2 separate regions of the Zea mays genome follow, and region 1 is linked to region 2. Evidence: chromatin contacts called from public Hi-C data. All regions are on one chromosome and are shown on one strand. Each heading gives the region's core, a stretch centred on a gene start, on an enhancer-like site or on the middle of the called end of the contact. The rest is flanking DNA. Distances are from core to core; before and after follow the strand shown.

Region 1 (2,740 bases), core at 187-2,686, 260 kb before region 2:
TTAATTTCTACATGATTAACAAGGTTCTAAATCTCTGGCTATAGTTATTTCTAGATATAACTGTTTCCAAAGGGTGAAATTGTTTGCTACTACGCCTAATATATATAGCAACTATTAGTCGCTATAGCCCGAATTAAATCACTATTTTCTGTTTGAGAAAGGCGATGGATAAGTGCCTTAGCCCACTATTTAGAACACTTATGAATACTTAATAAACTTATTGCTACAACAATATATCATATTATACCATGCAACTAAAGTTAAACACCTTAAATCCTAACCGGTGTTTATCATATATACTTTACATTATCATTATTTCTCCGGCTGTTTTATTCAACAAATAAATTATAATGCATTTAATAATTGGTCCCCTCCATTTATTTATGCCGCTGGAGATGACTTGGGCGCTGCAACCTTGACGGCTTCGAACCTGGGCTCCTTGGCCTGGAACTTGTGCTTGGCGTACACGTCCATGTAGTCGCCGAACACGTACTTGGGGTATGCGTCGCCGCCGCTGGCCTGCACCGCCGCCGGCGAGATGGTGGCCTCGTTGGCCGGGTTGTAGAAGGAAGCGATGGAGCGGCGGTTGCCGTCGCGCATGGGCAGCACGCGGTGCCAGGCGCTGCGGTAGCGCCCGTTGCTGAGCACCTCAATCTGGTCGCCAGTGTTGACGACGATGGCGCCCGCGAGCGGCTGCACGTCGGTCCACTGGCCGTCCTTGAGCACCTCCAGGCCGCCGACCCTGTCGTCCTGGAACAGCAGGATGACGCCGCCGGCGTCGGTGTGCGCGCGCAGGCCCGTGATGAGGTCCGGGCGCGGGCACGGCGGGTAGTGGCTGACCTTGGTGCCGAAGAAGGGCTCGTGCCGGCCGCCGCTGGAGAAGGCGTCCTTGATGGTGCCCCTGGCGAGGCCGAGGTTCTCGTCCATGGCCTCCATGACGCGCTCGGCGAGCTTCCTCAGCTCGGCGCGGTACTCGCGCATGGTCTCCTTGAACGCCGGCGGCTCGGACGGCCACTGGCATCCGTCGTGGATGTAGAAGATGTCCTCCCAGTCCAGGTCATCCACCGGCGCCACAACCTCGCCGCGCCGCTCCGCGTCGACGAGCGCCTCCAGCGTGCGCACCGGCTCCGACGCCTTGAACCCGGCCTCCCGGAGGCGGTAGCAGTCGGAGCTCACCTTCTTGACGCGCTCAAGAAGCTCCAGCGGGATGCCGTGGTTCACGAGCTGGAAGAATCCCCACTCCTCGCAGCCATTGGCGATCTGCGCCAGGGTTTCGGCCCTCTCAGCGCCGTCCAGCTTGGAGAAGTCGATGACGGGAACCACCATTGTTGTTATATTATTATTTGACTTGGGAATTGATCGAAGACGAGCTCGGGAAGATGGAAGTGTTGTATGTAAGCAGTTGCTGTAGGGAAGGCTAGCTAGCTGATGACTTGAGGATGGAGAAGGCATGGATCCATGGCACCCGTATATATAGCAGTGATCAACAAGCAGCTAGCTCAACCTACCTACTGACAAGCGTCGTCGCAGCTGGTACGGACCTGGACTGGACCTTTTTTTGGGTCCTGTCATGGCTACCTCTAGGTGTGATGAAGCTTCTGGGCAGTGGCAGAGCCATTGGACTGGATGCTTGTGGTGGCAACTTGACCTTTGCCACCCCAATCGGAAATTCAGGATCGGATGTCCCTGTCAAGGTGACGAGCTAACATCAGGCATTCAATCACATTGCCAGCCATGCTTTGACAAAGTCAGAACTGGCATCAGCTCGTTCGTAGAGAGAGGGCAGGTAAAGACCTAACTAACAACTAACCAGCAAAAATATGTAGCTTTTTATATCAGACACTCCCTCCACTATTAACTATATATAAGTTATTTTCCCTTGCTTGTCACATAATGTGATAATTTTCTATATGAACAAAATGTTATTCATAGCCTCCTCCACAAGAAAAAAAATGGTATCTATTGGACATTTCAAAAGCCTTTGATTCCCTTAACTATCTCCGGGATGTTTTAAAAGCTCTAGCTAGGTTTCAGTCAAAAATAGAGAGACTAGCATCTTGGCTACATCATCTTCCAAAGTGCTAGTGAATGATCGCCCAAGCAAAAAATTTAAACACGCCTGAAGTCTTCATCAAGGTGACCCTCTTTCATCTTGGCCATTGATCCCCTACAGAAGGTTATTGAGAAAGCGTCTGCAGCCGGTCATCCGAAGCTTGTACTACCAAAAATGTCTGCATTGCTCGCTTTATGCCGATGATGATGCGATTTTTTAGGGCTAGAAATGAGCTGAGTCTCATTCAACGAGTTTAAGAAGGAGGCTCGACTCGCTGGGTGACCAAGCTCGACTCGGCTCAGCTTGGTTCGTCCACTCAATAAGATTAAGAAGGAGGCTCGACTCAACTCGCGAGCTACACCTTGATAAATAATATTGCATTATACAATGACTATTATTGTATATAGATATGAAATATGACCATCATTTAACATTATAAGTAATCTAAATTTTAAATTATCATAAATCCATCATTAAATGATAAGGAACGAGTCGAATATCTATAAAATTATCCAATATCTATTATTATTTTATAGATTCATTAATTTGGCATAACTTGCAAACTGACTCGGCTTGTTATACCAATGAGCTCTACAACTTGGCTCGGTTCGTCTCTGCTCGCTCGAGGCTCATGAGCCACTCCGAGCCGACCTAAGTTTAAGCCGCCTCGCGAGCCTCGAATTTTTT
Region 2 (2,700 bases), core at 148-2,647:
AAAACATCTCAAGACTCCAATAACAGGCTCATGCTAACTAGTCATGGCTTTAAACCTTCATGATACAAACTAGTCACAACTTTAAACATTTCATGCCAACAAGATCATGGATGGTGTTTTTTTTCCTAGAGAAAAGCTAGAATGAGAAAAGACCTAACTCAGCATACATATCAGGATAGTATCGTATAGACACGTATATGATACTATATCACACAGCCGTTCAATTTCTAGAACAAATGCAGATTGATCTGTGAATATGCATGTCTCATATTTTACTAGGTTAGATGGACTGAATCCCGTGAAACAAACAATTTATTCAACAAGTTTCTGCATGAATATCATCCCAAATTCAATAATCACTCTCGTTGATAAAAAAAATGCAACCAACAGTTAAACAGAAGTGAAATAGAAACTATTTGAATCAGATCCACTCCGTTATTCACATCAAAATAATTGTTGCTTGATCTATAAAAGCAGTAGGAACATTGTTTACCCATCAATTTCAAGTACACAGTAACAAGAACAACAGTACAGCTAGAATTGAGCATGTGAGTGTTGTTGATACCTCGTTGAGCTCTCTCTGCCGCGGCTTTCTGCTCGGCAGCAAGAGCCAGCTCAGGATCCACCCCGAAAGCTTGGGCGTAGGTGTTGTCTATCGGCGAAAACACCGCGCGGCGGTACGCCAAGAACAGCGCGGCCATCTCCATCCCAGGCACGGTGCGCGCGGCTTTTTCCGCCGCGTCTCGCTGAGTCACGGCGGCGTCCAGCAGGTAGTTGAGCGCCTTCCGCGGCACGAATCGCTGCCGTGCGGCCCGGATCTGGTCGAGTTGGTAGTCAGCGTCGGTGTCGAATGCCGGGACGTCGACCAGGAAGAAGTTGCCGTCGCTGGGGTGGGGACGGAAGGCGTCAGGAATGTCGCAAGGGCAGAGCAGCGCCAGCGCGCTGCGGCGGGCTACCTCGTCGACGGCCTCGGCCACGGCGGCGGCAAAGCTGCTGCGGGAGCTGCCGCCCTGGGCCGCCTTCTCGGTGAAGTGGTCCTCGAAGGGGACGAGCTCGCTGGGGTCAAACCACCCATAGCTCGAGTCACCGAAGAAGGCGACGAGGACGAGCCCGTCGCGGTGGCCGCGGTGTACCTCCTCGTCGTCGGTGAGGCTGACGCTGTAGATATGGCCAGGCCACCACGGATGGGACTTCACCTTGGCCCAGACCATGTCGCCGAACCGGGGGCCGCCGTTCGCCCATGCGATGCCGCGTCCGGCAGCAGGAACCATGGCGCCTCCAGCGGCGGGGTCGGACATCCTGTGGAGGGGAACCGAAAACCTAGATTTGGATGCAGGGTCGATTGGTCTGGGCTTGGGTTTGGGTTCCGGAGGAGGGTGGCCTGGGATCGGTGGAAGGAGGGACATTGTTGGTAATTTTTATTATTTTATAACTAGTGCGTTACGCGCGCGCCTGCGCGCGTAATTTTTTTTTTATACCAACAACGCAGTAGCAGTAGTACTACAAATTTAGATTACAATAAGTAGCAAGTTACATTGAGCTAGCATAATTTAGTGTCCAGTAATAATATATCTGAAGAGTTTACATAGGCATGTATAGTTGTACAAAGGTTCCAACAGGGGAGTCATATGTACATAAAAGTCTACTAACCAGAAGTGACAGTTTTCCTTGCATACACACATAGTTGTAGAAAGGCTTCAACATCAGGTTAATATATACATAAAAGTCTTGTGACCAAAAGTGATGGAGCCTTTTTTATGTGTGCAAGGTGCAAATGAGTCTGTTGATCAAAAGTGGCCTAGCTTTTCTTGCATAGACACCGTTTTAGGAAGGTTTAAACACCAGACTAATATGTACATAAAAGTCTCAGGACCAAAAGTGATACAACCTCATACCTGTATATAAATGAGAGTAGTATGTTAGTATAGACAACACTAAAGATTTTAATGCAATATCAGGATTATATAAGAAAGAACATTATTTAAAATGATAGAAACAGTAACATATTATATATCTATTTTCTCTTTCCCTTACTCCCCGACAAAGAACATTATTTGAAATGATAGAAACCCTAAACCCCAAACGACCCCTAGCTCCCCCGGGCTCGCGTGTTTTCTTGGCCAGAGGGGATCGGCACGGTGGAAGGATGACGTGGCAACTTCGTCGTTGCCGGCACGTCGGATGGAAAGATTGAGACATTCCCTTGCTTCAGTCCAGTAGCGATCCATCTTACACAACATGCCCTTTTTAAAAAGGTTTTTTACACTCCCATGTTGGAGCTCTAGAATCTTTGGATCCGCAGAACTTTATTATTGCCATTTTTTTTCCAGAATTATCTGCAACCCAAGATACCCTCCAGGCCTTCAATAAGCACTATAAGAGATACACCACTAATAATTAATTATAGCACCGGTTCTGAGTTTTCTATGACCTAGCGCGAGACTTAAAACCAAAGCCCCTGATACAAATATCCTCCTCATCATCATATTTAATAAAATAACACAAGAACTAAAGAAGTGTCGTTTTTGCAGCGTCCACCATACTTTTAGCTGGGTAAAAAGTATGGCAGACTTTGTACATGAAGTAGTGATAATCACCATATTTTAAAAAGTGACTAAAATGTTTGCTTGGAACACCAGTGTAGACTGAAGCTTAACATGCAACGATTCACTTTATTTGAAAAAAAAAGGTTCCAACCAG

What was found. A called contact is a pair of places that touch in the nucleus more often than the background predicts.
Region 1: a Hi-C map of leaf shows a contact between it and region 2, with 2.2 times the contacts expected there. The contact joins the promoter of LOC100273458 here to the promoter of LOC100278365 in region 2. A contact is called at or near these places in 17 of 25 Hi-C or Micro-C datasets (bundle sheath, ear, endosperm and 6 more) and 2 of 3 datasets of contacts at active chromatin or transcription factors (leaf and seedling).

Annotation. Positions count from the first base shown.
Region 1 is chr10:92,294,711-92,297,450 of Zm-B73-REFERENCE-NAM-5.0, reverse strand. It overlaps LOC100273458, which reads right to left and starts at 1,436. Exons shown (of 1, transcript NM_001147895.2): 1 at 168-1,436. The coding sequence starts at 1,326. The coding sequence ends at 382.
Region 2 is chr10:92,034,357-92,037,056 of Zm-B73-REFERENCE-NAM-5.0, reverse strand. LOC100278365 reads right to left here and starts at 1,397. Exons shown (of 1, transcript NM_001346016.1): 1 at 1-1,397. The coding sequence starts at 1,298. The coding sequence ends at 357.